2 separate regions of the Delphinus delphis genome follow, and region 2 is linked to region 1. A link is a contact called in public Hi-C data. All regions are on one chromosome and are shown on one strand. The core of a region is the stretch at or near the end of the contact, and the rest is flanking DNA. Distances in the headings are between cores, read along the strand shown.

Region 1 (6,686 bases), core at 738-3,237:
AGATAATGAACTCAGTTTTAGATCTGCAGCATTTAAGGTATCCTATGACACAAATAAAGACATCCAGCACAGTCAGAAAAAAAAAAAAAGGATATGAACTCAGAAGAGCTCTGGGTAGAATGCAAGAAGGAAGAGTCACAAGAATAAACCTTGGGATTACACAAGATAAGAGGACAGAGTGAGAAGAAGCAAGGGATGAGGCTCTCCTCCTGAAGTAATTCCAGTCAGATGAAGAAGGGCCCAAAATGCAATCTGACAGTAATTTACCTTACAGTGGCTTCTTGAGGTGCTGTGTATACAGCAGCAGTAATAATGTAACAGGTTATATATGGAATATTTATGCGTCAGGCATTGTGCAGAATACTTTACATGCATTCTTACTAACTGCCCATAACTTATAAGGTAGATATTATTATGCCTTTTAAAGACAAGAGAAGCAAAGTAACTTGCCCAAAGTCACTCATCGGGCAACCAAAAGCCAGAATCAAATCATCATCTAAACTTAAAAGCCCAAAACAAACTCTAAGCTCCATCTAACCTTACTTTTGATCTAATAGTTGTTTAAAGAAAAGCTATACCAGCATGACACATGATGACTTTAATTCCAGATATATTCCATATGTTAAATCCCCGATTACACTGCACTAGAAGGGGGCAATCACTGAAAGGCTACGTGAGGTGGGTGAAGACCAACAGACGTGGAATTTAGGAGGAAGGAAAAGAAGGGGTAGTGGCAGCCCCAAGAAGCGTGAGCTGGGAAGAGATCTAGAAGTCAAAATGATAACTACAGGGGCTTCCCTGGTGGCGCAGTGGTTGAGAGTCCGCCTGCCGATGCAGGGGACACGGGTTCGTGCCCCGGTCCGGGAAGATCCCACATGCCGCGGAGCGGCTAGGCCCGTGAGCCATGGCCGCTGAGCCTGCGCGGCCGGGGCCTGTGCTCCGCAATGGGAGAGGCCTCAACAGTGAGAGGCCCGCATAACGCAAAAAACTGAAAAAAAAGAAAAAAGAAAATGATAACTACAGGATAACTACTACATTCATCTGGGAACATCAGCTACATTGTGGGATGGCAGGTACCAGAAACAGACCATGAGTCCAGCTTTTCTATAGCAATTATTGGATGGGGACATGAAACAAGTAGAAAAAATAAGCATAGGAAGGATGGTGATGAGAGATGCAAGACTAGCATAACGATTAAAAGCAAAGGCTTTGGAATCAGAAAGACATGAGTCTAGGTTCCAGACAAGTTTCTTACCCTCTTGGAGCCTCAATGTTCTCATCTGTAAAATGGAAATAAGACCCAATGCCTCAGATCAAGTCAAATAATTAATGGGAAGCACATGGTGAGTGGCTTAAAATGTGTCATTATTTACCATTACTGTTGTTAGTATTATTTTTATGAATATTTCTAATACCTATTATAGCAATTAATCTCCCTATGCTTAAGTACCACTGCATTTCCATCATTTTATCAAGACAAGTGTGGTGAGCAGAAGAGCGGCCTGGACGGTCAGGAGGCCTGGGTTGTGGCACCCAGCAGCCCACCTGTGGCCTCAACAGGGCCCCGGGTGGCACCTCTCACCCCACTCTTCTCCGGAACTAACGGCTTGCTCCCCAGGCAGGGTACCAGTGACAGGTCGGCCCCCTCGTCTGTGCAGCCCAGCGCGGCAGGGACATGTAGCCCCGTAGCCGGCCCGCGCCCCCTCCCCGGCGCCGGCCTCACCTTCTCAAAGTTCTGCATGAGGCGGCTGATAACCTCGCGCTCGACCTGCCACTCGGGCTTCTTCAGCTGCTTCCTCAACTGTTTTTTTTGGCTCTGCTTGTGGCTGTGTTTCTTCTTCCAACGATTGAAGCTCCGCACCGGGTCAGGCCGAGCTCCTGGACCCTGAGAGGCGGAAGTTTTACCCATCGCGGCGGTGGCGACAGCGCACACGGTGCCCAAACACGAGATCAGGCCAGGAGGACGTACGGCACTAAGACGACGAGGAACCAGCGTGGGGAAAGAGGACGACTACGCATACGCGAAACCACAAGCCCGCCCCCGGGCTTTCGAAACGTGGGCATGCGCGGTGTTCACAGCTAGAAAAAAGTGGGCGGTGATTGGCGACTCGGAATCCACAGAGCGGAGCGGAGCAGGCTCGGGGGAAACGGAAACCGGGCAATCTGAGGAAGAGGGCGGGGCTGAGTGGTTCCTAAAGCACGCCGGCGCTTTAAATACACGCATGCGTGCTGATTGCTGTTACTATGGTGAGGTCGTACAACTTAATACTTAAAGGCCGTAACTTTGCTCTGGGTTTTCCTTCGCGAACCGGGCGCTACCACCACTGCGCGCCCCTCCACCCCCCGCCACACACACACACACATACACACACACACACACACAGACACACACCGCCCCACCCCCCCGCCACACACACATATACACACACCCATCTGTGAATTATAATTGTGATCCTCGTTTTGCATGTTTCAGCCCAGGGAGCCGAATGGTTTGCCCCAAAATCAAACAGCTAGTTAACAACTTCTGATTTCTGTCCACTGCAGGGTAACTCCGTAGGAATAAAAATGAATATTCTGTATTCTTCTTATGTCCTTCTGTGTTTTCCCCTTTTTCTAGCCCGTCAGATTGTAGCTGCAGCAGTAGGGAACTGGAGCAGGGTCAAATTGAATTGCCTTAAAAGGCTATCATGAAGACAAAATAAGTAAAAATAAAGAATTAAAAGAAAAGTTATTTGCAAGTTGGCCATTTAAGTGAATTGGCTTTCAGTGAATTGGTTTTTCTGGTACATTTACCTAGAGCACAAATATACACTAGAGAGGGGTGAGGGCAGAGTTGTGGCAAGGAAAACAGGGAAATTAAGTTCAAAGTTCCCATGCAGAGTATTTGGACCCTCAAATTCCCCTTCCAACCCCACAAAGCCAGATGAATGCCCAAACCACAAGCCCATTCCCTAAACAGAGGATGGAGGGTGAGGGAGTGGGGGAGCAGGTGAACTGGAAAATCTCCACACTCAAGAATCACTAGATGTGGTAGAGAGTAAAGCTCAATATGGAGAGGTTATATAAAAGTATATATACATCCACTAAAAGTTAAAAATAGAACTACCACAAGACCTAGCAATTCTACTTCTGGATATACACACTAAAGAATTGAAAGCACGGTCTGGAAGAGACCTGCATTCCCATGTTCATAGCAGCATTATTCACAATAGCCAAAAGGTGGAAGCAAACCAAGTGTCCATCCACAAATGGTAGATAAACAAAATGCAGTATATGCATACGATGGAATATTATTCATCCTTAAGAAGGAAGGAAATTCTGACAATGCTACAATGTAGATGAACCTTGAAGACATGAGGCTAAATGAGATAAGACAGTCACAAAAAGACAAATACCATCTGATTCCACTTATATAAGGTACCTAAAGTAGTCAGATTTATAGAGATGGAAAGTAAAACGGTGGTTGCCAGGGGCTGGGGGGAGGGGAAATGGGGAATTGCTGTTTAGGGGGTAGAGAGTTTCAGTCTTGTAAGATGAAAAGAGTTCTGGAGGTTGGTTGCACAAGGATGTGAATATACTTAATGCCATTGAACTATACACTTTAAACTGGTTTAAATGGCAAATTTTATGTGTACTTTACCACAATTTTTAAAATTATTTTAATTTTTAACGGTATATACAGAACAATGAGGTTCTCAACGCTAATTCTCACTTTTCTCCTAAATCTGAAGCAGCCAAGCATGTACATGCCTCAGGCAAAAAACTGGACCGTTTGTCTCTCGGGAAGCGGCCTGGCATAAGAGAAAGACCTGGATATGATGGCATTTAGGCAGCGACCAAATAAATGGCAAGTCACTGACCTCCCCCGGCTCTTCAGTGAAACCTACCAATTAATAAGGCCTTCCAAACACTTGTTTCTGATCAGCCTTACTCAAATATGAAATAATAAGCAAAGACCACCAAACATTTGAGGAAATCCTTTAACTAAAAAGTTGGAAGCTAAAACTAACAAATGAATGCAAAGAGCAAAATAAATCTTCAAAAATTAATATTTTTAGAAAGGTAAGATATGGTATCCACGTGTAAGAACAGAAACTATTCAGAAAATTAAATAGAACTCAATGGAAATTATTTTGTTCATTATATATGTCAAATTTTTGACATAAAATAAGAAAATTCAAAGCTTAATCACAATAAAAAACTCAATATCACATTCCAAAGTCACTAATGGATTTAATGATTTGTAATAATAATAATTCACATCCTGATTGGATAAAATAACATTTTTATGATGGTTTCAATGCTTATTTACTCCAATAACCTGTTTTCTGTAGAAATGACCCTGAGACAGATGTTCAGTGACATTGAGGACATTAAATAGTTGTTAACACATTTTAATTTTCAGACTACATCCTCCGCTACCAGCCAATATTCAAAAAGCTCCTGGGAATTCCCTGGTGGTCCACTGGTTAAGACCCTGCGCTCCCAATGCAGGGGGCCCAAGTTCAATCCCTGGTCAGGGGACTAGATCCCGCATACTGCAACTAAAGATCCCACATGCCGCAAAGAAGATCTCGCACGCAGCAACAAAGTTCCTGCGTGCCACAACGAAGACCCGGCGCAGCCAATAAATAAATAAATACTTTTTAAAAAAAAAGGCCCCAAAGGGCTAAAAAGTATATGGAAATATGCCTGGTAACTACTACTACAAATACAGGCAAAACTTCAGTGGGGGCAGGGGCTTTATTAAAATTTAGGGGGAGAAGGATGTAATATCAGTTCCTCATATATTATAACCCACTTAATATTATTCATCATTGGTCTCTATTTTAATTTTTACATAGTTATGGTTGTTCATCATCAAAATTCTTCAAATTACATATGTCTCTAAAATTTGAAAAGACCATTATATGCTTTCTGTACTTTAAAACTGTTTTTTAAAGATTATCTTATCTGCAAAAGCATAGAAGCAATGATACCCAGTAGTGATGAGCCCAACTGCTGCCCAGATCTTGGTCTGTAAATACCCTTTTTTCCAATCAAATGAACCACAGCTCTTTGGAGAAATAACTAATTCCAGGGACGGGGCAGGAAAAGTACAGGATGAGCCTAGAATGTCTTGAGGTGCCAACAAATTTTTAAAAAGAGTTCAAAGAATGATGGGAATAGAGGGCACAGTTCTATTTATTGACCTAGGTGCTAGTCGTAAGAATGTTGGCCTCGTAATACTTCATAAGTTCTATACTTGTTTTATATTGTTTTCTATAGGTATGTTATATTTTCAATAAAAAATGTTTTAAAATATAAAATGTCCACACCAAAAGAGGCATACAAAAATAGTGCTGAGAAAATACATTTAAACATAGGTATTTTCAAAAGTATATCTTTGGCTAGCATTCTAACCTTTATCCAGAAAATTTAGCTTTAAAAATATCAATAATTTATAAAAGAGCATTGTTTATTGCCTCTAATTGAGTTTTAGTGACAGAATGACCTCAACTGGACTTTCACATCATTTATTTTTATTATGATTTCAGAATTAATATTTTAATACCTTTCCATGTTTCAATGAACTAAAAGGTAGATGTATAGTTCTTAGATGATATGAAAATTTCAAATGTATAAAAAAAGATTTTTGCTGTGTTTTTCACCATTATGTTTGAAGAACGTACAACAGGGATATGGAATTCTCTAGAATTACTTTTTGAGAAACTTCCTGTCAAAATCCATTTGGCTTTTCATTTACAAAATTGTGACACTATCATATCTGTGACTTCCAAGCTATGAATAATAGTAGTAGTAGTATATTAATAATAATATCATTATTACTGCTGAAATTATTATTTGAACCAAATTTTTTTCCAATATCGACCTATGAACCAGAAGTTATGTTTTTTTTCTTAAGGATAGATCATTTTCAATTTGCCGTAACATCTTCACCTCAAAACTGTAGCATTTCAGGGCTTCCCTGGTGGCGCAGTGGTTGAGAGAACGCATACCGATGCAGGGAACACGGGTTCACGGGTTCACGAGCTCGTGCCCCTGTCCGGGAAGGTCCCACATGCTGCGGAGTGGCTGAGCCATGGCCGCTGAGCCTGTGCGTCCGGAGCCTGTGCTCCACAACGGGAGAAACCACAGCAGTAAGAGGCCCGCATACCGCAAAAAAGAAAAATGTAGCATTTCAAACTTTAGTCAGGTAACAGTATTTTTTTTCACGGTCACAATTTCTACACTGCTGTCAGAAGCTTTTTTGGCATTTACTTTGAATTCAGCCTTCAGGGAAGCTTTACTTTGGCCAACATGCTCTCATCATGGAGAGAATCATCACAAATCACAAAGATCTCTTCCCTTGACATGATTTTGGTTTCTGTTCTGTGTTTACAAGTAGCCCACTAGATATGTAGATCTGATAATTCTCCAGTTGTGTCATTTGCTGAGCAAAATCTATGTTCATATACAGAAAGAGTGGATTTTAGAAATCCACAAATCTAACAGTAATTGTTACCTCTTTTACATGGGTTCTATGAAGGTTATAACTAAAACAATTGAGCAATATTTAGCATATCTTGCCTTATTCAAATAATCTCATGTAATGCGTCTGCTATTGTATTAATTATTTGGTTTTGTATTTTACCCTCTAAGTATAGTCTCTATTCCACAGCACCAACAGTTGCATATATACTTTT
Region 2 (6,348 bases), core at 961-3,460, 620 kb after region 1:
GTAATCAACAAGTCAAAAATTCACAAAGAATAAGGAATTCAATTACTTCTTAAACACATTTCAATTAATAACATACACTACTGCTTATGTAAATACACAGATGCATTAACAGGAGTCTTTCTGAATTAACAAGTTAAAGTTTTCTTTCTGAATTAACACATTAGAGCTTTGCTATACTGTTATAAAAGAAGAGTAGAGAGTGGGTTACTCAATTCCCATGAATTTGTTTTCTTAGAGAAGCAGCAGAAATAGTAACTCTAGCAATTTATGTTTATTGGGTGCTAATTAAGTTCCAGTCACTGTTTTAAGATTTTACATATATTAACTCAATCTTCACAATGCTCCTATGAAATAGGTGCTATTGATAATGCCACTGTATTGATGAAGAAGCTCAGGCACGGAGAGGTTTAGAAACTTGCCCAAAGTCATACAGCTTCTAAGTGGCAGAAATTCAGTCAAGTTCTAGGTCCTTCCCCTTTTAAAAGATATATTGCCTCTTAAATTAGTAAAATTAGGTCTACATTTTAGGAGACAGTTCCATGTATTAAACAGTTAACAGTGTAGCTAACAGTGTAGTAGTCTAAAGAAGATATGAGTGAGGTTACAGTAAATTTTAATATATTTTCTGTTCTATTATTTTCTATTATCAATCCACACTGTCTGAAGGCCTAATGATGGGTTTGAGGGAGGAGTAGTTCATCCTTTGTGTTTGTGTTCCCTGAGCTAATCACTACCCCCATTTCAGTCAATACTTTTAAGGCAAAAGGTTCCTATTACAAAGACAGCATAGCAGAAACTAGTGCCATGTCTTCCTTCTTCTCCTCCAAACTTTTTAACTGATGGTAGAGAATCTGCCTCTCTGGGCCTACATCTCCCTTGCTATCCCAAATACATAAAACTAAATTTAACCGTTTTCTTTGATAAGGCAACTATCCTAACCCATAAAACGATGGTAGTGCTTCCACAGTAATCATCTGGTTGTGTGCTGTAATGGGGTTGAGGAACAGTTTCCTAAGGAAAAAAGGGTAAAATACGAACTTAAGAAAGGGAGGATAGGAGGGAAGGAGTAGCATGCAGATAAGGGAGGGAGTGAGGTGACAGGCACTGCTGTCTGACTTGTAGTTTCATGCAGGCAGAATGAGAACAGAAATTGAGGAGGTGGGGGTCCAGTCATTAAAACCTGTTATGGAACATTTTCTTGGATTTTCCTTCTTTGCGCCTTAGGCTCTCGCTTCAGAAGAAACTGAGACGCCAAGAATACTAACTGCCCTATCTTTCAGGACCCGGCACCACCCTTCTTCTGCGGACCCAGGCCAGAGCTGGTCCCTTGAAAGCACTGCTCCCCTCCAGCCCTCGGCAGGGCCTTTCACACACCGGTCAACCGGCAAGAGGGACAACCAGAGCCTCTCCACCCCAAGGCCGGAGACCCGCGTTCCGGTCCTCGGCGGCAGCCTCCCTGGCTTCCCTTCCGGTAGGCAACCCCTGAACACTCCCACATTTTGCCGCTGAACCTGGGCCGAGCCATTCCCTAAGAGCTGAAGCCAGCGCCCCCAGGGTAAAAACCAAGCAGGACTGAGGGTCTTACCTTTAACAGATTAGACGTCGCCATGTTCCTTCAACTTAGACTCTCGCGAGACGGCGCGAGATTTCGTGGCGCTCCTTGCCAGGCCACAACTGCAGGCCGGAGTTTCCACCTGGGCTGACGGGGCCACCAGCCCGCAATGGAGATGTGGGGGGAGCCGGGGCGGCGTGCCAACAGCGGTGACCTAGTCCCAGGCACCTGGAGCTTCCTCACTTTTCCCCCCTACATGGTCACCGGAGCCTCCCCAGACGAAAGAGCTCATGCAAACGCTCAGGAAGATAGCAACGGCGAATGGTGAGAAGGTAACGGGAGCCGACCTGAATTGGAAGAGGCAGCATCGACTTCGCGAGCCCCCCCACTCCTTCGGATTACCCTTTGTGGTTGCACCCGCAGAGGCCACCGGCAACGAACTTAGCCCGGCTTGGGCCCTGCAGCTCTGGTTCGGTGGCCGAGTCACGTGATGCGGCGGGCGGGGCCGCGCTAGGGAGCGAGCGTGGGAGCCTGAAAGCCTCGTGGGCCGGGAGGCTGCGGAGAGTGCGAAAGCACGCCCTCTGCTGGCGGGACTAGACGTATTCCCTCATCCCCCGCCTCGGGGGATTCCCGAATGAAATGCTTGTACTAGCTGTCTTCAAGAAGAAAGGGCACATAGAAGGCACCCACTAAATATTTGTTTGCATGAATGAATGAATGCATGCACGAAAGTGTTAACTATTAATATTTCTACTCAAGAGTGCCTGGCAGTGAAATAATCTATAAGAGGTTATTCAGGTAATGAATATAAATCTTGGATTACCTGAAGGCACATTATCCTAGAATATCCTAAGCCATAAACCCCTAAGCTTTATCCCTTCAGACCTCAAACCACTAGGAGAAGAAAGAGAATATACTCTATATATAGAATAGATATAGAATATATCTAGTATTATATAGATATAGAATATATCTAGTATAGATATACTATATAGTATATCTATATAGTATATCTATATAGATATAGATATAGAATAGATATAGATAGATATATCTATATAGATATAGAATATATCTAGTATTATACACGTTTCCAAACTGTGTTCATTGACACATAATATATTAGAAATAAGTAAGAGAAGTACAGAGATAAATAAGAGCTATAGGGTAAAATAAAGCAGGCAAAAGTAATGACGTTTGAAGTGTTTTTTTTTTTTTTTTTTTTTTTTTGGGCTGCATTGGGTCTTCGTTGCTGCGCGCGGTCTTTCTCTAGTTGCGGCGAGCAGGGACTACTTTTCATTGTGGTGCGCGGGTTTCTCATTGCAGTGGCTCCTCTTGTTGCAGAGCACGCGCTCTAGGCACGTGGGCTTCAGTAGTTGTGGCCCGAGGGCTCTAGAGCACAGGCTCAGTAGTTGTGGCACATGGGCTTAGTTGCTCCAAGGCATGTGGGATCTTCCCGGACCAGGGATCAAACCATGTCCGTTGCAATGGCAGGCGGATTCTTAACCACCGCACCACTAGGGAAGTCCCTAGTTTGCAGTTTTAAATAGAGGGATCCAAGTAGGTCTCACTGAGAAGATGGCATTTGAGCAAAAAGACTTGAAAGAGATAAGGGAGAAGACCAGGACATATGCAGGAGAAGAGCATTCCAAATAGGGGGAAACACAGGTGGCAAGTTGCCCAGAGTGTCAGAGGAACAGTAAGAAGTTTGGTATGTTCAGAGCAGAGAGTAAGAAGAGCATAAGGGCTTATAGGGCCTCGTGGACCACAGTAAAGACAGGCTTTTATTCTGAGTGAGATGGGCAATCATTGCAGGCTTCTCATTGCAGGCTTGTGAAGAGGGAGTGGTATGATCAAACTCCCATTCCAACATGATCATTCTGACTACTGTGTAGTGAATAGAAGGAGAAGGGTAATTTAGAAAACTTTTGTACTATCTCATTAAATCAGCACAATCATGCCACCTAGTTACCCCACATTTTACAGTGATTATATTAGAGAGTAATCTAGGCATGATTAAACAATGACTACGTGGTAGAACAAGGATTCAGAGCCACTAGGCCTGTAATGTCCTGCCAGATTGTCAACATAGGGATGACTCTTAGAGGTCATCTTTGTTCTACAGATGGGAAAATGGAGGCTTCTCTCTGGTCAAGGTCACAGCTGGGTCAGAGAAAAGGCCTAGTCCGGAATAAACTTTATATAATTATGGTTCCCTTTTCCAGTGAAACTGGGTTGTCTTCAACCCTAGTCCAACTCTACTGCTTAATTTAAAGTGTAAGTTGATTGAATTATAACCAACTTTATGTACCATAAAAAAAAAGTTAGGTGACAAACTGTGCTATAACAATTGAATTAATTCATAAATTAATGACCCTGCTTAAAGAATCCAATTAAGTATTTAATACTTGTTTGAGTACCTATTATGTACTAGGCACTGGAAATATAGGATTAAATGAGACAGACAAGACCTCTGCCCTCTTGGAGTTTATAGTCTAATAAGGGAGCTAGATATTAAGCATAGTTATACAAACCAAATGTTGCTTAGTTGGAGTTGTGGTAAATACTGCAAGGGTAAAATACAATGTGCAGTTCAGAGCATATGGTTTGGAGGGGGCTACTATCCTATGACAGTACTATTCCTATGATCACGCTCTGAACTTATGACTACTTTTGAAAACAGTTTCAAATATCCCACTGTCTAACAAGACATTTCTTTCTCCCAATTCGCTTGTTCTTGAAACACCACAGCTACAAAAGTCTAATCTCAAATGAGTTCTTCTTTCCATTTACCCCACCACTTCCTTGTTACCTATCATCCCCTCCTGTCTTCACTTTCTTCCTCATCCAGTTTAGACTCTATAAACCATCATTATTAAAATGTTTAAATATTTTAAATGCTTAAATATTTAATTTATTTAAAGATAGAGAACAGAAGCACATAATATAAAATTCAGAAGGTGCTAAAAGGAATACAGTTAAAAGTAAGCCTCCTTCCTCTTCCTGGGGTAATTTAATGTTCTGTGTTGTGGTAGGTATTTGGGTTACTCAAGTGTATGCGTTTGTCAGAACTCAGCCAGTGTACCCTTAAGATTTTTGCATCTCATTCAAAAGAAAAAAGAGTAAACAAAATTTGAGTTTAGTTAATGATATTCATGCTGAAGAATTTAGGGATAACTTATGTTTACTATTTGCTTTGAAATGTATCCAAAAAAGATGGATTTTTTAAAATATTTAATTATTTTATTTATTTGGCTGAGCCGGGTCTTAGTTGCAGCACGCAGGATCTTTAGTTGTGGCACGCGGGCTAGAGCTTTAGTTGTGGCACGCAGGATCTTTAGATGCGGCATGCAGGCTAGTTCCCTGACCAGGGATTGAACCTGAGCCCCCTGCATTGGGAGTGCGGAGTCTTAACGGCTGGACCACCTGGGAGGTCCTAATAAGATGGATTGATGGTTGCATAGAAAGGGGACAAAGCAAGTGTAGCAAAAATGTTAATGACAGAATCTGGGGGTGGGTTTACTAGTGTTCTCTATGTAAAATCTTTCAGCTTGTCTATATGTTTGAAATTTTTCATAATGAAGTGTTGTAGGAAATTTATTTTAATAGGCCCCCTTCCTCCACAGTCCCTCAGGCATCCATTCTCCCTTACTCAGAGACAACCACAATTATAATAAATTTCTTGTGAATTAAAACATTAAAAAAAAAACAGGGCTTCCCTGGTGGCGCAGTGGTTGAGAGTCCGCCTGCCGATGCAGGGGACACGGGTTCGTGCCCCGGTCTGGGAAGATCCCACATGCCGCGGAGCGGCTGGGCCCGTGAGCCATGGCTGCTGAGCCTGCGCGTCCGGAGCCTGTGCTCCGCAACGGGAGAGACCATAGCAGTGAGAGGCCCGCGTACCGGTAAAACAAACAAAAAAACATACTCTTTAACATCTTTTTTTCCCCACTCAGCTGTAATGATATAAATCTCTGAAAAATATGTTTGTGCTTATTTTTTCACACTTCATTATAGAAATCCAAACAAGACTAGCAGACCATAAAGCACCTGTTGCTTCCAGGATGTTTGGGATTGTTACTTCCAAAATAGGCTCTTGAAGTCCATTTTTGACACAATAGCTATAAAGTCAAAGCTTTTCATTTGTAAGAAGCAAAAAACAAAGCTTTGTGCATATAAAGGTAGTATGTAAAGTTTAATCAATAAACAAAGAACTGGTGGAAAACTAGATGGGGCATCAAGGGTTTTCAAGATTTTGGAGTGGGAGAGGGAGGAAGATGGCTAGTGGGGCTTCCTAGACCTTTGGGTACTACATGGAGAAAAAGAAGAGTTCACCTCGAAAGACTGTACCATTGCCTGGCACCAGGAAGACCCACAAATCCAGCCCTAAACCCAACCCTAAGCCTAACTGTAACTGGAATTGAACTGTATCCCTATATCAATTTCTATCCTTATTCCTAATCCAGAAGATCCTACTTTGCTGTGACAGAGGATGCCACACCTTGCCAGTGATGACAGGTGTATTACTTGCCTTTCTTGGGAGAGGGTATCTTAGAGGCAGCTGCCTTCTCCATATTGCATAAAAGCAATCACCTTAAGTCTGCTCAGCCCATGGGACTATATTTGGATGACTTCCTCTTCCATGGCCCCAAACACTCCTAAGCTCCACTTCCATCTCCAGAAAGTGGGACCCTGGACAAGATGGGTGACTGGGGGATGGGGAGATAAGGAAGTGAAATCCCCACTAGCAACTTATGAAACTGAAGAAAACCATCCTAAGCTTTCCACCCATAGGACAA

Evidence for each region. Hi-C and Micro-C count contacts between places; a contact is called where the count stands out from the background.
Region 2: a contact with region 1 is called in a Hi-C map of muscle, with 9 times the contacts expected there. The contact joins the promoter of CUL5 here to the promoter of DDX10 in region 1. A contact is called at or near these places in 2 of 3 Hi-C or Micro-C datasets (lung and muscle).

What each region holds. Positions count from the first base shown.
Region 1 is chr8:25,517,143-25,523,828 of mDelDel1.2, forward strand. DDX10 (DEAD-box helicase 10) reads right to left here and starts at 1,988. Exons shown (of 18, transcript XM_060017996.1): 1 at 1,724-1,988. The coding sequence starts at 1,909.
Region 2 is chr8:26,133,316-26,139,663 of mDelDel1.2, forward strand. CUL5 (cullin 5) reads right to left here and starts at 2,211. Exons shown (of 19, transcript XM_060018013.1): 1 at 1,586-2,211. The coding sequence starts at 1,609.